Regions from separate parts of the Zea mays genome. Here region 2 is linked to region 1. A link is a contact called in public Hi-C data. All regions are on one chromosome and are shown on one strand. The core of a region is the stretch at or near the end of the contact, and the rest is flanking DNA. Distances in the headings are between cores, read along the strand shown. Region 1 holds the start of LOC103632677 (ATP synthase subunit gamma, mitochondrial). Region 2 holds the start of LOC100383458.

Region 1 (5,580 bases), core at 2,793-5,292:
TCTCCTTCCATCGTACTCAAACATTGGTAAAGATCCTCGTACGTCCTCCTCTTTGCCACATTTATAGCTAGTTTTGTGGTCTTCTTTGCTACCTTGTACTTTCCTATATTGCCCACACTTCTATCATGGTACAAACGTTTATAGTATTATTTATCCTAAATAGCCCTTTAGACTTCCTCATTCCACCACCAAGTATCTTTAGCTTTGCCTATACTCCCTTTGGTTGCTCCACACCTCTAAGACCGCCTTCTAAATGCAAGTTGTCATCTTCTCCCACATGTTGTTTGTGTCATCTTCCTTTCAAGTGCCCTCTTTGATAGCCCCTTTGTTGAAGACTTATGACGTCTCCTCTTTCAGTGTCTAACACTTCGTTCTCGCAAACTTGGCTTGTTTACCCCTATGGGCATGCACCTAAAAACGAAAGACCACCACCACAAGCTTATGTTGAGAGACAACACACTCCCCATGAATCACCTTGTAATCCAAGCATGCTCATTTATCCTCTCTTGTGAGTACAAAGTCAATCTGACTAGAGTGTTGGCCACTACTATAGGTCACTCTTCCTAAAGAAACTAATGGCTATCAACACGCCAAAAGCTACCACAAAGTCCAAGATTTCCTCTCCCTCCTGATTCCTACTATTGTACCGAAAACCTCCATGAACTACTTCAAAACATGCACTTGTACCTACATGCCCATTGAGATCTTCTATGAAAAGCTTTTCAGTAATAGGTATAGCTCTAACCATGTCATCTAAGTCTTCCCAGAAAACTCTCTTAGCACTCTCATAGTGACCTACTTGGGGGCATACCCGTTAATTATGTTCAAGACCAAATCACCCATGACAAGCTTGACTAAGATAATCCTATCTTGTCTTTTCACATCCACCATACCATTCCTGAGGCTCTTAATCAAACCTCATACTCCATTTCTATTTGTCGTTGTCCCTATGTACCAAAGCGTGAAGCATGCATTGTCCACCTTCTTCGCCTTCTTATCATTCCGTTTAATCTCTTGGACGCATAAGATATTTGCACACCTCTTAATTGTTGTCCTAAATTTCATTGCAAAAACAATATATTCCCGACATCTATGGAAGCTAGAGTTAGAATCCAACGACATGCTAAGGCCATGTTTGGGACTGCTCTAGATCCAGAAAATTAGGTGAAGTTGGTGGAGCAAGTCATGAGGTGCTCCAGAAAATCGTGGAGCTGAATTTGTGAACCTTTATAAGACATTTAGATAAGTCATTTTGTTTCTTATTTAGATTAACAATATTTTTTAAAACTATTTAAATCTATATTATAAACTACAAGTCCACGCTAAAGCTAGAACTTGGAGCAGTCCCGAACACCCCCTAAAACTTGTTTTCACAATTCAAGTACCACACCAAAAAAGATTGGGAGCATACAAGTGTTCAGCTTTTCATGGCATTAGTGTATTATATACTCAATAGTTTGATGTCACAAAGGCTCAGCTGCTTTGCAAAGAGGATAAATATTTTTATACTCTGATACTTGAAATATGAGGAACATACAAACAAAGTACAACGAAAACCAAGCAATTCACAGCTCTTTTACTTGAGCAATAGCAAACAAAAATAGGTAAGGAACCGTCAGCAGCTGAACCAGTCATCCATAAGTTGTCTGGTCATTTGTGGTCATGATTGTAACGGCAGACAATTTCATTTGGGCCTAGAAGAGTCCAGAATAGCACAAAGTTAACCAGTAACTTTACAAGACATCCTTTTCTGTGCATCCAGATTAGTCTTGCAAATTATTCGAGGAGTTCTATAGCCCAGAGAACAAACACCACAGCATGATTCTATGTAAAACAATCAGGCATCGAGAAAATAACAGATGCAAATCAATCTTTAACTAAAACAGATGCAAATCTTGATCTGGAGAAACTAATAATAACAGACCTGTGTATAGTTGATAGGGTTCTTCTGTAGTTCACTTGCGGTCATTTCAATGCTGTTCTTCGAGTCACGCAACAGCTGAACTTTGCCTTTTTCTCCTAATATAACATACTTGCTTTCTTTTTCTGGACCTGGAAGCAAGATGATAAGCATTACATTCCCAAACTTAGAACAATATACAAAAATTATATTCATGTCAACCAAGTGAATAAACTACCAGATGTCAGTTTGTGAAGGGCCCTGCTAACTTTCACCGAGGTTGAATTGATACCACCACAGAGTCCCTTATCAGAGGTAATGGCCACAATCACATTCTTCTTGACGTCAACACCTGTCAAATCAAAGCAGAAAACTTGAAGATCAACATGAAAAACTTAAGTAAATTTCAAGCCTCTACAGAGTAATGCAACTGGAGATGACCAAAAGTTCGAAAGAATACTACGAGCCAAGGCCATCTGTGTCACACTCGCACTACATTTTTTCTTGAAGTGGAAATTTGCTCACGAGAAGAAATCTTCATCAAATAAACATGAAAAGGGTATACTAGCATATATGCTGATTTTGATGACCAGAAGTATCACGCAGTATCCTTTAGTTTCTAATAAAAGCATACAAAAACATGAAACTGGGTTCGAGTTACTTATGAGGCTACTGACATCGATATTTCACCTGATCCACTTAAAATATACTTCAAAGTACAAGTTGCATGAAAGATGACCCTTACAGGTAGGAAAAATTTGTTAAAGAAGCATAGCTTGAATATTCATGATACTACTAGTAAACCATAGAATGACCAAACTCAATTGAATAAATCTAACTTAAATCTTACAGTATGTTACTAAACATTATGGGTGGCAGATCAAACCATGCCAAAGAAGCATAACATCATAAGAACTATACATAGGACAGAACATATGAAAGTAACTAGACAGGAGCCCATCCAGTGGCTCTGGAAATATCACATATATACATACTAGGAGTGTCCCCAAGAAGGGCGGTGAACGGCTGCCACAAGCCGCGTGAATTTTCAGTCCTCGTCTGAACAGCCCGAAGCTTTGATGCTGCAACCATCTTCATAGCCTTTGTGATCTTCTGGATGTTTTTGATACTCTTCATCCGGTTCCTCACTGAAAATCATAACAGAAAAATACTAGTGATTAGGAACTTTTCCAATTAATACGAGTGAAGCAACCAGGCTGCAAGAACCCTTACCAACTTGAGTTGAAATAGAACGTGCACCAATTGGAGCCATCTCCCTGTTAATGTAGTGTGCAGTCTCAGTATATAAGGGGTAACCACCTCGGATTCAAAGACCAAGAAATATACTTAATTTTCTCTATCAACACTAGTACTATTGCACCAATGTAGTGTGTCTAGAGAGAGCATGCCTTATATTATGGGGCAAAAACAAAAATTGGTTACACCTTATATTATGGGATGGGGGAAGTATATGACCAAAAAGATGCAGAGTACAGAGCTGCTTGAGATTGTTAACATTCAACAAATAAAGACTTATAGAGATGTGTACAAATAAATACATTCCACACATAAGATTTCCAGTTCCTGAGTGCACCTGTGCACGTTAAACAAATGCACACACCGGCACTAAACCAAGGAAACTTATATCAGGGGAAAATAACGATAGGGTACATATGAAATGCGATGCCTTTGGTCTACATAAGAATCTTAGTTGCGAGCATGCACTGGTCACCTATAGACAAATCAAACGCGGGCATGCTGCTTCTAGAACGCCCCCGGGTGCACCAGACAAACTAAGCGCCACCCCCTCCCCGGGTCCCGAATCACACATCGAGAACGACAAAGATCTGAGAGGGAGAGGTCATAGCCTTACGGTTGCGACATGGCGGAGGATCGCGTCACCGCAGCGGAAGCGGCCGCCGAAGACGGGTTGGGGACGGTGGGGGCGAGGAGGAGGCGCCTCCCCTCGCGTCGCAGCGCCGCCATCGCCATCGCGTCGCCTGAGTTGTCTCTGAAACACAGGCTTGGTTTTCCCCTGTCGATTCCACTCCCACCTTCTCTCTCTTTCCCGTACGGACCGTGTTGTGGGAGTCGAGGAGAGAAATGGGTTGCAAATCCTGCAAACATATGGGCCAGGCACCGGCACCTTGATGTCTTCACCTTCTGGGCTTCTTATGGGCCTGAGTTCCACACTAGCAGTAGCAGGGTACACTTGCCATCTTTTCTATATGAGCATGCGCCTTTTTATTTCCTACCTCACACTCTGCTTAACTTTAATCACTGGAATTAAAGGGACATATTTGATTCGCTATCTAACTTACTATACTTTACTTAATTTTTATGACTAAAGTTAGTCTTCAATTCGGACGACTAACCGCAGATAAAGTGTGGCACGATTAGCCACGAACCAAACAGGGCCCAAAGCTTGGATAGAAAAATTAAGCATGTTGTGACGCATTAGGCAATAAAACAAGCATCCACATATCTCTACTTCTTAAAAAAATAGGTTTTGTGTATTTTCTATAGCGACGTGAAGTAATATCGTGTTCTCTACATCTGGTCGCTCCCTCCTCTCTGACACGTCTTCTTTTCCAGGCTCACTCGCAGCAACGTGCACGCACATCGTTTCGGTCAACATTCGCTTGCTTCATTGCCTCCTCTTATCTGCATTCGATGGGCAGTGATCGCAACTCCATCCCTGATCCATTCTGCAACCCCCACCACCACCACCATGTAGGGTTGGGCGTTCGGGTTACTCGAAAAATTTGGAGCAGGTGATTCAGATAATTAAAATTTCATATTCTAAGAATTGTTACCCGAAATTGTTGTGGATTTTACATTGCCAAAAAACGGGTTTGAGTTTAGGTATTCCCAAATTATATGAACTGTAGTTTTAGCTTCATAAAAATGCATACACCATACTAAATCACTATAACAACATAAGGTAAATAATGATATATTTGTATATAAAACACATAGGTAGTTTGCTAACACAAATTTCCAACTCAATATTGTCGTACATATTTACATGTAACTATAGATACACAAATTAGCAATTAAAAATGACATGAACCTTAGGAAATTCGGATATTTGAGGTACCAAAGGGTGGTACCCAAATTACTCGAAATATTTTCGAGTTTTACAAGTTGCCGCTCGAAATTCGTAAACAAAATTCAGGTCTCAAGTATTCCAGGTTTAAATATCGGGTTACAGGTTTTTTATCCAGTCATACCACCATGTCATATCGGCCTTACCTCCTCTTCGTTTCTCCCTTCCCTATCTCCTCCTCTCCGTTTCCGGGCCGCAATGGCTCACCACTCCGCCCCTCATCCAACTGTGCCCTTGTCATAATGCCCCCAATCTGGTCATGCCTTCACCACCATGCCACATATGTCATCGCTTCCTCCTTATTTCCCCTTCTCCTTCCTCACCCCCACATTCATTCGGTCTGAAGCCTCTATTAATTGTATAAGGTCGTGTTGCAACTGCCATCTACACAATAAACGTTAGATAGTACAAGAGATATAAAAGAGTAGCATGTGAACTGAACATGCATTTTGTAGTTTTTAAAGTTTACAAAACGATCAAAGATTTTTACAGGTCCAACATGAACTGAGTATGACTTGGTATTCGACTGGATACTTCTTAGGAAAAGAAGACAATCAATTCATAATACTTC
Region 2 (5,415 bases), core at 379-2,878, 280 kb before region 1:
CCTGCAGACGAGCTATTTCTGCTACTGGGTTCACAGTGCTTGGCATAGTGAACAAGCTCCTAACTGTTGTGATTAATTTGCTTATCTGGGACAAGCATGCCTCTTTTGTGGGTACCATTGGGCTCTTGATATGCATGTCAGGTGGTGTGCTCTATCAGCAATCCACCACGAAACCGAAGGCACCCAAGGTTGAGCCGAAGGAAGAGAACGACGAGGAGCAGCAGAAATTGCTGCAGATGCAGGGAGTTCAAGAGAGTTCATAAACCTTACAAAGAAAGTACAACTACAAAGAAGCATATGGCTAGTACTCGGAAAGAGGACAGCCTCACCTGAGCGTTTTTGTATTGACTAGTACTTGGGAAGAAGCATATGGATGAATGTAGTCATGAACTAGGAGCTACAAAATCCCATGTTTTAGATATTAGAAGTCATGGAGGGGACCTAATTATCACTGTGCAATTCTTTATTACTATACTACCACTTCCATTTGTAACGCAAAATTGTTATGATAGGATGGCAAATATACCTGCATTGAATACTTCCTATACGAAAGCATCTATCTCATACAGTTCGGTGACGGTGATACTATGATCTATGTTTAGTCATTTCTCTGCTGGAGTTTCCCTATTTGTTCTGTACCTTATTGTTGGTGATGAAGCCATTGGTTCTTTTGCTGAAAAGAAAGTTTTGTAATCATCGATGTTGGTGCATAAGGGCAGCTCCATTGTGCTTTCTAAGCCGGTGCAAAGAGCACAGTTTTTTTATTTGTTTGGGCTGCAAGGAGTTTACACATTGGAGACCTTTTATGTTTCTAACAAAGCACACGTTGACGTGACAATTTTGTAGTACCTTGTTATGAGAAAATCCTGTAACTCTGCAATTTTGTACCTTGTCAAATATGATGCTATTGAAGTAACTTTGCTTGCTCTTGGCGTATGCATTGCAATTTTACTGTGCTCCCGGGCAAATTTTTTACTGTGCTGAAAATCTGAAAGCGAAGCCGTTCAAGTAGCTTTGCTTGGGCACTTGGCAACGTATCCCATCAGGACAATTAAAATAACGACCGCATTAAAATGATAATAGTAGAGTTGGCTGTTGTGCAAATACTACTTTGAAGTCCCCGCAAGAAGAAATATTGATGAAGTCTTCGAATAGAAGAACCAGGGTTCGTAAAAAATGCAAGTGTAGTGTAGGCACAACTGTCTTTGCGGTAAGGAATGTCAGAATCGGTTTGATTCTCTTTTCTAAAGTTTAAACCTCTAAATTTTTTAAAGTACTTTAATAGAGTGTTCGGAACTGCTTAACCTCATAATTTGTATCGCCGTCATTGCGGCCTTTATTCATTCCCAACTTCCGTCCGATCCATTTGCGGCCGAGATTCTCCCAAGATGTGGTTTCTATTCTATCGCCGTCATTGCGCTCTCCTCCCGTTGTAAACCCAAAGACCTTCGTCGCACGGACCCGTCCTTGCTAATTGCTCACTCCATCGGCGCCGGGTCATCCTCGTGGCCCCGTGCCGCACCGCGAAACCAAAATCTCGCAATCCTAACCTACCCCAGCGACCTAGCGCCGTCGTCGCTCGACCTCCCCTCGCCGCGCCGGGCCCCCCAGAGGGTCTCAGGCCATAGCGAGGAGCCGGGGTTCCGCTCCGACCCGAATCCGAGCCTCCCCCAGGACGCAGCGGGTCTCGTTTCCGTACTCGTAGCAGGTAATCGCGGAGCTCTCCTCCTCCTCGTTCTTTGCTCTGTCAGTGGCGATGCTACTACTATTGGTTCGATCCCTGCTTAGGTTTGATCTAGGGTTTGGAGTTTTTGAGGTGATTTCATTATGCCAATCGCGTTATCGCGCGTAGTTTTGTTTTGGTTTTAATCGGGCGCTTACTGTTGACGAGGTCTGATTAAAATTTCAACTTTCCAGGAAGTTTCGCGCGAGGGATTGATTGTCGAGCTAGAGATGTACGGGCAGGGAGGGAGCTTCAATCCACACTATCGCCATGGCCCGCCTCCGCCCCAGCAGCAAGCTGGGGTAACTGGGTCCTTCCCCCAGCAACCTGTGCCACCGCCTCGGCCACCTTACCCACAGCACCCTGGAGTGCGGCCTCCGGCTGGGCCGTACCAGCATGGCGTGCTGCCACATCAGAACCAGCCATACCCCTTTGCGCAGCATGGTCGGATGCACCAGATGCCAATGCTTCCGCCACAGCAGAGAGGTTATGGGTCGATGCCAATGCCAGGGTCGCTGCCTCCGCAACAAGCTATGCATCAGGCCCCTCCACAGTATCCGCCCCTCCCTCCACCTCCACCTCGGCCGCCTGGCTTTGTTCATGATAATGTGCTGCCTCCATCTCTGCCTCCTCCTCCTCCTCCTTCTCCACCACCACCACCACCACCACCACCACCAGAAGCAGCAGCAGCAGCATCATATTCTCCTCCTCACACACTTGTTGTTGCACAGTCATGCGGCGCAGAGGCAGAAGCAAAAGAAGGTGCATCTGAAGGTGGTCGTTTTGCCAAAACTCTGGAAGCAGCTACTCAGCTAATTGTTTCTGATGACTCAGATATGGACATGGATGGTTAGCACTCCCCTTTCCCTCCCCTATCTCAGTACAGTGATACTATTACTCTGTTTGAAACTTGCACATTATTTACACTGCTGCATTTGGTGTCACAGCAATGTCATCTGATAGTCCATACGGTGAAAAACATCACTGTGCATGAATGTTGTACCTGACTTTGGCATTTTAGATTATTTTTCACTTCGACATGTTTCTAAACATTGACTTTGTAATGCAATTTCCAGGGGATGAGGACTCTCCATCAAAGCAGCCCCTTACCCCAGAAACTTCTTTGCCTGTGACTGTTGAATGTACTGGAAATGTTAATGTGTCAAAGTTCAGTGATGTTTCAACTGAGGACAATGCTAAAACTGCGGATGCAACTGAGGACAATGCTAAAACTGCGCATGCAACTGAGGACGGTGGGAGCACATTCCAACTGATACAAGGTTATGGCTCCGATGACAGTGCAAATGAGGCTGATGCTGGTCCTGGCAGTGCTAATACCCTTGTGACATTGCCTGAAGATAACCTGCATGGTCATTTAAGTGATAGTAATACTGAGTTTGATTATCAGAAACATGTTAATGCAAAAGGAAATGTGAATACCCCTCATGGCACTGAGCAAAATGGTAAGGCTGAAAATTATCATCTCAAGGTTGAGAGCAACCCAGTGAAGCATGGCACAGATGTACTTGGGCATCTGGCCAAAGAAGATACAAGTGGCAGTGAAATTGAGGGAGGTCAAAGTAGTAAAAGGCATGGGAGGATACAAAAGAAACGAACCCGGAGCATCTCACCTCAGGGTAGAAGTGGTAGTCCAGTGGGGGCAAACAAGAGCAGTCCATCCCAAAGGTATGGTGCCTCTGCCTTGTACCTACCTTGAATTTTAAATAGATGCATCAGTTCATCTGTGTAATTGTATTTCCGTATTTTAGATTTGTTATAAGTTATGGCATCCGATATGTATATCTTGTTTCCTTTGGAAGTCTAAAAGTATTAAATTTCTTTCAGTTCTTCACCTGGAAAGCAGAGCAGGCCACCATTTGCTAAGCGTCTCCATTCTGCTGATGATGGTAATGATTCAGAAGGTAGAGTTGTTCAGCAAGAGGGCCTGTCATTGACATCAAAATTGGATAGTTCTTCTAATGATTTAATTGGTAAAGTGGGAGATGCTGCTGCGGTTGGTGTTGCCCTTGGGCAGCATTGTCACAGTGACAATTTAATTTCTGAGCATTCACAACTAATGGCTGCTGGTGCTACTCATAAGATGCAAATGCCATGCCCCCCATCTGAGTCTCTATCAGACTTAAATGTGTCTTCATCAGCAGGTGGCCCAATTCTTACGAACCAACCTGCTGCAGGTGTCCCATATGTGTCTGTAGAAACTACCAAGAGCTCCATGACATCTAAACATCTCCAGTCTCATCCTCAGAGTTTGAGTCCTCCTGAACACATGCCATCCTCAAATATGATTCAGCTACCAGGACAGCCATCATTTGCAACATCAGAATTCCCTCAAATGCAGTTCCACCATAAAGTTGTTGCACCAGCAAATGAATTCTTGCAGAACCAGATGAGAAGCTACCCTCCACAAGATGTGTCTCATCCTAGACCATTCGATTTCCATCATCATACTCTCCCACCAGCAGTTCCTTCTAACCAGCAGCCTTCTACCATTCCTGTTGAGAATGCTCCAGTACCTCATCATAACAGATGGCCAGAGTATTCTGGTGGTGTTGGTCTATCCTATTCATCTCATCGGCCTCCATATGGTCAGCATCAACCTCCTGGGAATCTTGATTCAGGAAGTAACTTGGTTTATCCCTCTTTCCAGAGATATCCATCAAATCTACCAGTCAGTAACAATATTGGTCCCTTATCTGATGCCGATTTGACTAAATCGTCTATCAAACCCCACTACAATCCATTTGCATCTACCTTTGATAAAACAGATCCAAGTCTAGATATTGGGCCTCCTGTAAGCCCTAATGCAGTTGGTTCTGTTTCCACAACAGCAGAACACATGAATACACTGTCTCCTTTTGGTCGATCCAGAGCACATGCCCATGGAAATTCTGCAGAACCTGTGCCCAATAGACAAAAGTTACTCCATCAGGAGTTTGCTTCTGGTGCTCCGTATGATCCATTAGTTGACAGTATTGAACCATCAAGCAGTTCAATCAACAAGGTAGATCTTCGTAAAGAGAAGAACTGGAGTGCTGCTGATAGGCGTGATGCATCGAAATTTATGAACCTAGAAGTGGACAGTGAAAATATGCATGGACTGGGGGTTGTTGCTGAGTCAGAAGTTGAGGGACTTGGAGAGGTGGCAGCAGATACTGAGACAGGTGTGGTGGAGAATGCAAGTCCTGAGTTCTTGGGTGGTAAAGATTGGAACTCAGATATCCCTGTTGATTTTGACAATGACCAAACATTGGACAAAAATAAGAAGGGTAAAGATTCCAGATCAATGAAGCTTTTTAAGAGTGCTATTGCAGATTTTGTTAAGGAAGTTCTTAAACCATCATGGAGGCAGGGTAACATGAGCAAAGAGGCTTTCAAAACTATTGTCAGGAAAACAGTTGATAAGGTTTCCGGTTCAGTTCCTAGCAGTCATATTCCAAAAACACCTGCCAAGATTAAACATTATGTACAATCCTCCCAAAGGAAGGTGACCAAATTAGTAATGGTATGTCTATTGTCACATATCTAGAATATTGGTTATTTTCATACGTATTTTGTCCATATGTTTGTAGCATTCTGTGACTACACGTTATGCAATAGTCCTGTTCATGGCATATGATCTGTTCAGCACCTGAACATCATGGAGAAGTATAAATTATGCCATTTGCCATGCC

What was found. A called contact is a pair of places that touch in the nucleus more often than the background predicts.
Region 2: a Hi-C map of leaf shows a contact between it and region 1, with 5 times the contacts expected there. The contact joins the promoter of LOC100383458 here to the promoter of LOC103632677 in region 1. A contact is called at or near these places in 4 of 25 Hi-C or Micro-C datasets (ear, leaf and tassel).

Annotation. Positions count from the first base shown.
Region 1 is chr1:26,096,848-26,102,427 of Zm-B73-REFERENCE-NAM-5.0, reverse strand. LOC103632677 (ATP synthase subunit gamma, mitochondrial) reads right to left here and starts at 4,042. Exons shown (of 9, transcript XM_008654428.3): 1 at 3,774-4,042; 2 at 3,134-3,177; 3 at 2,896-3,048; 4 at 2,139-2,252; 5 at 1,925-2,052. The coding sequence starts at 4,027.
Region 2 is chr1:26,369,950-26,375,364 of Zm-B73-REFERENCE-NAM-5.0, reverse strand. LOC100383458 reads left to right here and starts at 1,628. Exons shown (of 7, transcript NM_001176106.1): 1 at 1,628-1,708; 2 at 1,918-2,572; 3 at 2,800-3,409; 4 at 3,569-5,246. The coding sequence starts at 1,954. It overlaps LOC100273068, which reads left to right. Exons shown (of 3, transcript NM_001147517.1): 3 at 1-544. The coding sequence ends at 263.